3 separate regions of the Mus musculus genome follow, and regions 2 and 3 are each linked to region 1. A link is a contact called in public Hi-C and promoter capture Hi-C data. All regions are on one chromosome and are shown on one strand. Each heading gives the region's core, a stretch centred on a gene start, on an enhancer-like site or on the middle of the called end of the contact. The rest is flanking DNA. Distances are from core to core; before and after follow the strand shown.

Region 1 (3,781 bases), core at 577-3,076:
TCCTGAGTTGACATATATCAGTTAACAAAAACAGTCAGAAATGGAACTGAAGCCAAAAAAGCAAGGTTAATAAATTTAGAGACTTTCCCCAGAACTATGGATTTGAATGGATTAGATCTTTGTTTCCATTTTGGCGAGTGCTCTTGTCTATGTGTTGAGTTTTAGGGCCTGAATTCACCTTCTATTATGAAATCAGTTCTGCTAATGTCTGGGTGCCTACTAAGGTTTTGGGTTTCTGTTATACCCATTATCTATATTTTTTTTTCATTCACGTGGCCATTCCACTTGTATCTTCAGGTTATGCTCCCATTTCAGAATCTCTGCATGTGTTTCTCCTTCTGGAACCTCCCTCTCCAGTATTTTCATGACTCATTTCTCAAATGATATCTTTACAAAAAAATAGTCCTCTGGTCAGGCTTTTTACATGGCAAACATCTACCCACACACTAGAGCACACTGATATTTTTCTTTACCCACTTTATTTTTTCCATGGCACCTATGAGTTTATAATAAATCATAAAGTTATGTATTATGATTACGATTTTCCTTCCTGTTAAGAATGCAAGGTCTCAGCCGGGCGTGGTGGTGCACGCCTTTAATCCCAGCCCTTGGGAGGCAGAGGCAGGTGTATTTCTGAGTTCGAGGCCAGCCTGGTCTACAGAGTGAATTCCAGGATAGCCAGGGCTATACAGAGAAACCCTGTCTCGAAAAACAAACAAAACAAAACAAAACAAAAAGAATGCAAGGTCTCTTTGGCTCACTAAGTAAGAAGACATTTAGCACCGTAACACATAGGGCGCACTCATAAATATCCATTAAATGAAACAGCTTGAGTAGCAGACAACCTGGGACCTAGTACCACCTCTGCCCCTAAGACAGTGGGTAGCTTTTGGCTTTATGTCTGCTTCCTTGCATGCAACTGAAAAGATTTGAATCATATTAGGCTGAAAAATAAAGTAATAGCTTCTTTATTAAGTTTATTGTAAAGAATCAGTTCATTTCAAACTAGTAAAGAGTTTAATACACAGCAAAATTCAAACAAATTGCTTAGTATGATTTATTTCATGTATTCCCCGACGTCTTGTATATTCAACTAAAAACACATTTCCCCGTTTCAAAATAAATTATATTACCTCATTAGCACTGAAGAATGTATGAAATAGTTTTCCTAAAGTTTAGTCGCGTTCACAGGTAAGTGATGCTGATATAATTTTTATAATTAGCAAGAATAAGTAAAGACATGTTGTATTTCATAAAATTCTAGTTCTAAAGGTGATGGAGGGTAACAGACTATATGAGGTACACAAATGACGTCAGAACTGTATGGATTTTAAGTTTCTCTTTGGAAGATATTTCTTTGTTTGTTTGTTTGTTTTGTTTTGTTTTGGAGACAGGGTTTCTCTGTATAGCCCTGGCTGTCCTGGAACTCACTCTGTAGACCAGCCTGGTCTCGAACTCAGAAATACACCTGCCTCTGCCTCCCAAATGCTGGGATTAAAGGCGTGCGCCACCACCGCCCGGCTGGAGGATATTTCTGAATGTTTGCGTGTGAAAAAAAGTGCGAGTTCCTAAAACATCCTACGAGCAAGGACTTTAATTGTTTCATTCTTCAGAGCATAACCGGTGGGAAAATATCTGGGGTAAGCGAATTTTTATCGCAGACAAATACTCAAAAAGAATACAACAAACTTCAAGGAGCATACTGATTGGTTGCAAACTGGATGACACAACGCACCACAGACACTCAGAGCACCCGCCTCCAAGAAGCGATTGGTCCCTACGGCAAGCGAAGAGGAACAATTCCTGCCAGTTGACCTCAAGTTCCGGGTCGCGGCGGGCGAAAATGGCGGCGGCCAGGTATTGGAAGCTGGTGCCCCGCGGCCGGGGATTGTCCCAGAATGCCGCTGCTAAGGCGTCCGCTACGGCCCCGGAGGTGAGAGACCTGGAGGTCGTGGCGACGCCCGTCGCGCGGTACCCGCCGATCGTGGCTTCCATGACCGCCGACAGCAAAGCGGCGCGGCAGCGGCGGGTGCAGCGCTGGCAGGCGACGGTGCACGCGGCCCCCTCGGTGGACGAGAAGATACGGATTCTCACCAAGATGCAGTTCAAGAAGTACGTGGTGCATCCGCAGATCTCCGCCTTGAACGCCGACCGCTGGTACCAGAGCTTCACCAAGACCGTGTTTGTCTCGGGCCTGCCGCCCGCCCCGGCGCTGTCGCCGCCGCCGCCCTCGCTCGACCTCGCCGCCCTGCGCGCCGCCGTGTGCGACTGCATCTTGCAGGAGCAGGTCTACGTGCGGCGCCGCCGGCCCCGCTCCCTCTTCGATCGTCGCCAGGCCCTCGCCTCCTCCATCCTGGACCAGGTAGTGAGGACGCTCGTGAACCTGCTCGCTCCACTCAACCCTGTCCTGAGCACTGCCGCTCTCGGTGAGCTTGGAACTCCCACCCTGAACGGGGGAAGTGGGGACGCCGTCGGCCAAGCTTTCCTGCAGGTTCAGTAGCACTCACTGAGTTAGGACTTACGGACCAAGTTTCAGGCGGCCTGCCCTCCTAAGGACTACTTGTTAAAGTTTAGTCTCACCCGAAGCTCATCACGTTTCCATGCTTTGATCAGGTTTTGTGTCTGAGCAGCCAAAAGTTTCTAAGAGACGGTTGTCTTTTGACTGCTTCACACGAAAGCTGGGTGACCATGGGTAAAACATCAACCTCTCTTACTTTGCCTTAATATCAAGATGAGAATTACTGTAATACTGTTTGGCCCTAGAATGTCGAAAGGTAAATAAGATATTATCAGCGTTACTAACATTTTCTTAGCATTTACTACTGTGTGTCGATCCCTTTCCCAAATGTTCTAAATGCCACCTACTTAATCCTCATAATAACAGAGTACATATCATGGATTCATTTTATAAATGAAGAGTGAAAAAGACACACGGTAAGTGTTGCTGCCTTCAGGCCCAACATCTGGTAGGTTGAGGGGTCAAGATTTGGTCCCAGTAAACAGAAATTTTCGTTCAGTGTGGACGTGAAAAAGAATGTATGTTTTTGTTTGGTTTTGATGGGGTGGTAGTACAGAAGGTTGAACTCAGGGACTAGAATACTCTCTGTCTTTGAGTTACACCCCAGCTGATAATGTGTTTGTAATCCGTTTATGTCTATAACCCAGAAGGTGTCTTAGTAATTATTGAATTAATTCTATCATGGCTGTAGATGTGTTCTAAACTGAATCTTATAGTGTCTGTATTACTTCCCTTCCTTGTGTGTACAAGAAAAGTAGTGTGTTAGGAAGGTAGAGGAACTTTTGACTACTTTCCATTGGTGGCTTAGAAAACTTAACCTTGTTCAGATGAAATTAAGTTCATCTTGTACAAAATGGCAGTGATGAGAATTGTATGTACCTTTTAGACTGGTAGTAAACGGAATACTGATCAGTTCTCATCTTATTCCGGTGAGTGGTTGCTGTTCATTTTAGCATCTTTAGTTTTAACTAAATAATCGTGTCAATTACAGTGGGGAGCAAAATGAAGTTTTCGTGTACTGTATTTGAGACATAATGGATAAAGCATGAAACTCAGATTCTTAGATTCTCAGTTTTAATATGTATATATCTTAGACATGCTGCTCATCACATGTTTATGACTACGTAACTAATAACCAATTTTCTCTAAATAATAAAGAAAATTTTGCATCTCTTGATAGATTGTAAACGCTCTGTTGACTTTTACTGGTTGCGTGGTGAAGAACGCATTCCTGCTGGTCATCGAAAAGGCCATATTGATGCT
Region 2 (3,781 bases), core at 567-3,066, 1.1 Mb before region 1:
TGGCCTGAACCTGTAAGCCAGCCCCAATTAAATGTTGTTTTTATAAGACTTGCCTTGGTCATGGTGTCTGTTCACAGCAGTAAAACCCTAACTAAGACAGTTAGTAAGGGTTTCTTCTCTACTGCCATCTCTGTTGTTACTTTAATCATTCTTATTGATTACTTAAATCAAAGACTCTTCAAGACCTTACCTAATAACGATGGTTACTTTCATCCTCATCTTTTTTTTTATTTTTAAATATGCAAATAAGGTACGCACAATTCAGGCTACCGGTAGCAGCATAGACTTCTATGTCTTTGTTCCATAGAGAAACAGAATCTGATTAAACTATAACAAAAGCACTCCCACCAAAAGCAGATTTCTGCAGCATCCCCTAAATCCATTCTTTAGCTGGAGCCCATTAATCCTAGTTATTTGCACACAGAATTAGATCAATAGTCCTACACTACAGCCTGCAGAGGCCACACAGGCTAGCCCACCACTTTCTCCAAATGTCACTTCCTAATTCCCTTGTTCTGATCATTTTAATCACACTGGCTTTGTAGAGATTGCTCTTGAAAGAAGGTGTTTCTCATCTCAGGAACTTTGCCCTGCTCTCTCTGTCTAGCTTGTCGTCTCCTTGCTTATCATATCACAAACTCTTCATCAGAACTCACATCTCAACACAAATACCACTTGCACCAAGGCCCAACTTTATCACCTAAGCTAAACTACTCCATCCATAATTGCTATCCTAACATATCTTTTGTCCTCATAGACTTTATCAGTACCTCCCACCAGGATAGAAACTCAGACAAAACAGATCTCTCCTGTCTTATTTACAAATGTATCACTGGGACCTCAAATAGTACTAGGCAAAGAAAGCTGTTGGACAAATAAACTTTCATCAAATACAGAAAGAATAAATATTTAAATTCTTCCCCTTGAGTTCACGATATGCGTTGATGACACCACTGTCATCACGATGCTTTCTGCCTGTAACTAGCTTTCTATTGCTTTTTAAAATCTCGCTTGAATTTGGCCCTTTATCTCCTTTTGTTGGAAGCTGAACTCTTATTTACTACAACTATCTTTCTCCCATTTCGTCTGTCTTCAGTGCATCTCTATATTGCCGTCACGGGTTAACTTCCCACAGGTAAGACCACAGTAACTGCTTTACGTCACTTGTTTAAATCCTTGCAACGCCAATAAGCAAACACCGTGATTACAGACGAAGAGACGTATGTGCACACACGCATAGCTCTACCTGGTATTTTAAGAGCAAATTGGTGCTTTGCATCGTTTTATTCACGTTTGCACTCTCACCATTCAACACGTTAGGTCTGGGGGATAACGAACCGAAAACCCTCCTCTGCATGTTGAAGGCTCGTTTTTTTTTTCAAAACAAACCCGGGGAAAGAGAAGGGGGCGGGAAAACACCCTCAGCAAGACCACCGCCAAACTTGCAACACTCACCGGCGGCTGTGGGCTGCGAAGTTGTTCTGCACCTGGAAGGGAGGGCAACCTCGGCCTCCGACCGACCTCTATTTTGCTCAAGTGGCACGAACTGTGCTGTTTGCGTAGCGCTTCTCCACGGTTCCTTCCGTAATGTATTAACTACCGAGAAGCATTTCTTGAGGAAGAAAAATAATCACATCTACGGAAAAACACGGATACAAGAAGTGTTTCGGTTGAAACACCGGTCCAGTCCTCTGGGGCAGCATCGGCGACGCGAGGAACAAAACACAAACAAACAAAACACAAACAAACAAAACACAAAGCGAGGCAGCAGTTGGAGCCTCCCGCACCGAGAGGAAGGGGCGGTCTCCGGAAAAGCGAAGCCGGAAGTCCCGCCTCTTCCATTGCAAAGAGCAGTTCCGGAAAAGACCGGTTTTCCGGGTTGGACTCTGGTCTCCACGTATCGGGTGCTCAGTGTCGGCACGGAAGCGCCGAGTTTCCGTGGGGATTAGGGTTATAGACCAGTTTTACCAGGCGACACTGTCACAGGATAGGTGTTAGCGGAGCTTTAAAATTCTTTAAAAGTAATCGAAGACAAAGACCACTTGTTTTAAGAGGTGCCAGAAAATGTCTTCTAATTCTTAATCTATTGCCATTAGACATGCGTACGACGTCAGCAAAATACGCTGCGGATTAGCCCAATTCACTGGGGTCAGGATGGGGATTGGAGAATGACTGGGGGGACAAAATATTCTATTAGTTATGAGTGTTCCTAAACTAAAAAACACAGCGATCTATGAGAGAATAGAGTCTGAGAAAATACTTCCACTAAAATCTGAGGTTTGAGTTTTTTTGGGTTTTGTTTTGTTTAGTTTGTTTTTGAAACAGGGTCTGTGTAAACCTGGCTGTCTTGGAACTCGCTCTGTAGACCCAGCTGACCTCGAACTCAGAGATCTGTCTGCCTCTACCTCCCTAGTGCTGGGATTAAAGATGTGCTTCACCATCTTCCTGGCTTTGCCCTGCCTAAAAATAGTATTGCATCCAGATTATAGACTGTCCACAAGACACTCTTGGTAGTAAAGCAGACCTCTTTGTGCTGCCTATTGCCCTCAGTATGAGGGTGAGCTCAGAGCAAGGGGGGGGGGGCAGATCTCTCCACAAGGACATTATCCATATGGCCAGAGCTCCAAATCTGGAGTTTTAAATAGGTACTTGCTAAGTACAAGCAAAGGTCAAGGCTCTGTTACAACTCCAAGCAGTCCAAGGGAAAGATGATGTCTCTTTAAGGGGTTGAAGCATGATCAGGGAGGAAGGAGGCCTGAGGTAGTATGGCCAGGTCATTATGGATGGAGCCAGACTCGAAGAAATTTGCTGATTCTAAATTTAAAAATCTCCAGGCAACTTTTTCTTAAAAAACAAACTAACAAAAAAGCTTTATTAGGAATATTTGTTTAGTGCAAGAGCTTTAAGCAAAGCTATCAGTAAGGGATTGGGAAAACAGGATCTAACTCTTCAATTAGCCATCACTTGAAAATATACTGATACAAAGAATGATCTTAAGTAAAGACATCCTTGGACAGATAACAGTCTTCCTTCCTTCCTTTCTTTTTTCTTTTCTTTTCCTTCCTTCCTTCCTTCCTTTCTTTCTCTTTCTTTCTTTTTTTGAGACAGGGTTTCTCTGTGTAGCCCTGGTTGTCCTGGAACTCACTTTGTAGACCAGGCTGGCCTCGAACTCAGAAATCCGCCTGCCTCTGCCTCCCGAGTGCTGGGGCTAAAGGCATGCGCCACCACCGCCCAACCACAGTCTTATTTCTTAATGACCTGTGACAGTATGTACTGTACATTGTGTAGCTGTTTTCTACCCCCACCCTTTCCCCATCTAATGTTTGAGAACCCGAATGGAATTTCTGCTACACGGGATTTCATGTTTTGAAAGATTACTGGGATTGCTGATGGGGAATGGATTGTGGGCAGCAAAGGGTAAACAGGAGAGAACCCCTAGAATGTAGGTTCTCAATACTAAGAAGACAGCAGTTCCAGCAGGAGAGTTAATTATATTCTTGGGAATTACTGGACCTGGGACTTCGGAGAAAAGACTCTAAAACAACCCAATTTCCTGGTTTAGGAAAGGCGGAAGAGGTTATAAAAAAATAAATTTAGGAAAAGTTTGAGCTAGATTTAAATCTTCTAAATTCATTTGGTGAAAATTGTAAGATTTGGTTGGAATTAGGAGATACCCACCTGGAGATCAATGGCTGTTAGTTGAAGATTTAAAAGAAATGTGACATTAGAATGTTAAGGGGGCTGGAGAGATGACTCAGTGGCTAAGAGCACTGGCTGATCT
Region 3 (3,781 bases), core at 443-2,942, 1.0 Mb before region 1:
CAAGGAATCTATATTCTCCTACAGGGACACTCACTTGTACATCCATGTTCACTGCTGATCTATACACAATAGCTAGAAAGCAGAATCAGTCCAGATGTACATCGACTAATGAATGGATAATGAAAATGTGGTATATGTACAGAATGTCATTTTATCCAGCTATTAAGGAAAATGAAATTATGAAACTTGCAGCTAAATGGGTGAAACTGGAAATATTATAAAGAGCAAGGTAACTTCAGTTCATTAGTTTTGTGTATTTGGAGTACGTCAGGAAACCAGAAAAGGGCCAGTGGGGTGGAGAGTTCCCTTAAGGAAGGAGGGATGGTAGAACACTGTGTAAAAATGATTGTGGAACAGTTCCATTAGAGAGGTAGGAGGCAGAGGAAGGAGCAGGACAGGGGAATGCTACTCAAAATGAGGGGAGGGGGAGTAACAAAAACAACACTAAGAAAGAAAGCATTGGAAAACATAGAGTATGAAGGCAGATGCCCTTCAAGGCTAGACTTGCTGATTGTAGAAAAGCCTTGCACGTGAACTCCGAACTACTTACCACACAGTCCGCAGCACAAAAGAGTTTAAAATGGTTAAGGACTTGCCTCATTGTACCTGCAGTATTACTATCTGTTGACTTACGATTATTATTTTAAAACACCGGGCCGAGTCCTTTCCTGCCTTCCAGTTCTTCTGCCACCGGAAGAGTTTACTCCAGATTGCTGTGCGGAGTCCAGTAGCCCAATGACCCTTTCTGCTGTATAAAACACAAGGCATTCTCTAAATAAGGGGTTCTCTGTGGTTCACTTATTTTTAAAAGATACTGAATGTCTGTTTTTTTTTTTTTTCTTCTGCCTGTTAAAATATTTCAGTTAAATTAAAAGCAAGGGGCTGGTGAGATGGCTCAGTGGGTAAGAGCACCCGACTGCTCTCCCGAAGGTCAGGAGTTCAAATCCCAGCAACCACATGGTGGCTCACAACCATCTGTAACAAGATCTGACGCCCTCTTCTGGAGTGTCTGAAGACAGCTACAGTGTACTTACATATAATAAATAAATAAATCTTAAAAAAAAAATTAAAAGCAAGCAAGCAAGCAAACAAACAATCTTACACTGACGTTTCCTTTAGACTCAGCGCTGGGTAAGTTTAATCAGTGTACCTGCAGAGCAAGTAACAGAATCTAATCACTAACCAATAACTAGGTCGTTATGTTTTGATTTCCTTAATCAGGAACCTTAACAGGGACGTCAACTACAATTACATTCTAGACACTGCCTATGTTAATAGTAGCGCAGGGTTTCCTCTTGGCTGGCCTCGCTGTTGAAGCCAAATATGCACATGTGTGTGTTCATTTTCAGGCCTTGACTTCGTTTGTGAGGAATTTAACCCCACCCCCGTCCAGAATGGAAAAACAACGCCCCCATTCCCGCCCTCGGCTTCCTCCCGCCTAAGTCTTCTCCAGTTACAGAAGTTCGGATTTTTTTTTTTTTTTTTTCCTAGAGAGTTAGAGGAAAAGTCCGGCCCAAGAGTGGAGTTATAGTATCCGTTTATTTGCTCTGCTGGGAGACCGGTGAGGAAATCACACTTTGTAACTTAGTCTCCTGGGGGGAAAGAAGAGGTACGAATTCCTAAAAACTTGAGTTGCAGTGCTTGGCATCGGGTTTGATTGACAGAGGCCGATTGAGCAAGAGCAAGGGGGCGGGGCTGCGGGCCTGGGGCCCTGGCAGAGACAAAGGGGCTTCAGCGGCCACCCGGAGGGGACCAGCTGCTGCGCTGTAAGCGTGCATCTGGTGGAGTCTTTTTCTCCTTTGCAGACTGGCGATCGGGCCAAGCGGGTTTGGCAGGAGGCTCGGGGAGGGGGAGAAGGGGTGCCGAAAGGGGGCGCGGGTCCGGGTCTAGGCAGCCCTGTGTCACGTGGTCGCCGCCGCCGCCTCAAAGTTGGGGCTGTTCTTCCGGGTTGGAGGCACAACGCCGCGGGCCAACCCCGGGTCTGCTAGCTCGGCGTGGCGTTTGCTCGCAGCCCGGGGTCGCCATCTGTCCCGCCTGCCGGTCCAGGTGAGCCAACCAGCCCTGCAGCGCCTAGGGGCTGCTGGAAAAGGCGGGCAGCCAGCGCAGATCCCCGGTCCCTCGGCGAAGGGGACCCGAGAGAGAGCAGCAGGGGGGCGGGGTCGGCTGTGTCTAGCAAGTGGGGCGCAGAGGCTCCTGCAGGAGACTGACGGAGAAGGAATGCGGTATATGCCTCGGGGCTCCTTTTGTGTGTGCGTTCTATTGGGGTGACATGGAAAGGAGTGAGAGGGTAGAGGTGGGAACGGAGTCCCGGCAGAAGACAAAGTAAGCAAGTGACAGCTGTGCAGGTGCAGATCTTGGATCCTGGGGTGGGGGTGGGGTGGGGGCAAGGGCTGCAAAAGTTGTACGTAGTCATTTTGGCCCTTAGAGGGACTGGAAGAGAGGTCGTAGAGGACTTTCGATGAATGGTTTACCTAGAAGAATGACAGCTGGGCGCTCCTAAGTTGTACTTGAACTTTGAGAGTGTTCAGGCGGGGTGTCCAGTTAGGTGTATAGGAAAAGATGTGACTGTAGGTCCGGGCTGACTGGTGGTAGTTTCTGAATACTGAGAAAAAGGGGTTTGGATTGGTAAGTCACGGTGGGCTCTATTAGAGGTCAGGGTGTAGTTCTGGCCAGAGCTGGTTCAAACTTGAGAGGCACAATAACTACTATGTAGCCAGAGCCAATGGGCTTCCACAGGAGGTTATAAATAGCGGTCCAGCTGCACGTGCCAGAGGGTGGCAGTTTAGTTGCTGAGGGAGGGGCAGCACCTGTGACAGGAGCCATGGCTGCAGTGGCTTTGGGAGAGGTCACGCTGCCTGCCAGGATAGGGTATTGTGTCCTTGTTGGTATGCCTAGCTTTTAAAAGCATGACTTTGTTTATGCTTGCAGGTGCCCTTTATTTGTCCTACGGTAGTGTGCAGTCCTTAGAAAACTTTGGAGGCATGGGGCTTGCTTGCCCACTGAACCCCCTTTTTTGGGCAAATCTTGGTTATTTTTCCTTTCTTACTTTATTATTCTTATTATACTTTTTTATTTCGAGACGAGGAAGATCTCGGTCTGTAGCCTTGGCTGGCTTGAACGAACTTCTATGTGTAGCCTAGGCTGGCTTTGAACTTGAGTTGCTCCTCCTGCCTTAACCTCTCCGATGCTGGCATTTACAATCATGAGCTACCACCCCAGCTCCATTTTCATTCTTTCTTTTTTTTTTTTTTTTAATTTATTGAAGGGACAGTTTTGGATTATTCTAGTATAAGCAAACAGATAGGGCCAGTTTTCTACGAGGCTATACAAAGTTTTTATTTTCAAAGGAAGAGTCTGGAAACTGTTTCAGAAATATATTGTGGAATGGCCTCAGGATACCCAGCCCTAGTTATTTAAGTGTTCAGTCAAAAAGTATTAGCTGACTTACTCTGTTTAATGCAAAGCAGTGGGCCATGAAAAATAACAAAGTGAATGGAGTAACTCACCAGGATCTTGAGTTCTTTAATCCTCTCTACAAACCAGTGATCAGGGCACTTTGCTACTTTAATCCTCAGACCTTTATGAGGTAGGTTTTTACTATAATTCTGACCTTAAAGACAGAGAAGCTGGGTGATTTGAGAAGGACACATCTGGATAAAGGTAGAGAAGCGGATTCCAACCCAGAGTATACTCTAATCTCTTTACTGTCTTCTTTTGCTAGATCAGGTGCTTTCCCTAGACTCTAGAGTGCTGGTTTTCAACCTTCCTAATGCTTTGGACC

The links. Promoter capture Hi-C pulls out the DNA fragments that hold promoters and counts their contacts. Hi-C and Micro-C count contacts between places; a contact is called where the count stands out from the background.
Region 2: a contact with region 1 is called in a Hi-C map of B cells, with 13 read pairs. The contact joins the promoter of 4833420G17Rik here to the promoter of Mrps30 in region 1. A contact is called at or near these places in 11 of 39 promoter capture datasets (the 3T3-L1 cell line, the C10 cell line, embryonic stem cells and 6 more), 4 of 484 Hi-C or Micro-C datasets (B cells, cortical neurons, embryonic stem cells and 1 more), 11 of 115 datasets of contacts at active chromatin or transcription factors (astrocytes, effector CD8 T cells, embryonic stem cells and 5 more) and 3 of 9 other capture datasets (adipose tissue, liver and macrophages).
Region 3: a promoter capture Hi-C map of pre-B cells shows a contact between it and region 1. The contact joins the promoter of Nnt here to the promoter of Mrps30 in region 1. A contact is called at or near these places in 21 of 39 promoter capture datasets (the 3T3-L1 cell line, 3T3-L1-derived adipocytes, the C10 cell line and 12 more), 4 of 484 Hi-C or Micro-C datasets (B cells, CD4 T cells, cortical neurons and 1 more), 20 of 115 datasets of contacts at active chromatin or transcription factors (the 230-238 cell line, astrocytes, craniofacial prominence and 12 more) and 5 of 9 other capture datasets (adipose tissue, embryonic stem cells, liver and 2 more).

What each region holds. Positions count from the first base shown.
Region 1 is chr13:118,385,297-118,389,077 of GRCm38.p6, reverse strand. Mrps30 (mitochondrial ribosomal protein S30) reads left to right here and starts at 1,826. Exons shown (of 5, transcript NM_021556.3): 1 at 1,826-2,426; 2 at 3,699-3,781. The coding sequence starts at 1,844.
Region 2 is chr13:119,460,794-119,464,574 of GRCm38.p6, reverse strand. It overlaps 4833420G17Rik (RIKEN cDNA 4833420G17 gene), which reads right to left and starts at 1,816. Exons shown (of 13, transcript NM_001113550.1): 1 at 1,456-1,816.
Region 3 is chr13:119,407,168-119,410,948 of GRCm38.p6, reverse strand. Nnt (nicotinamide nucleotide transhydrogenase) reads left to right here and starts at 1,692. Exons shown (of 17, transcript NM_001308506.1): 1 at 1,692-2,046.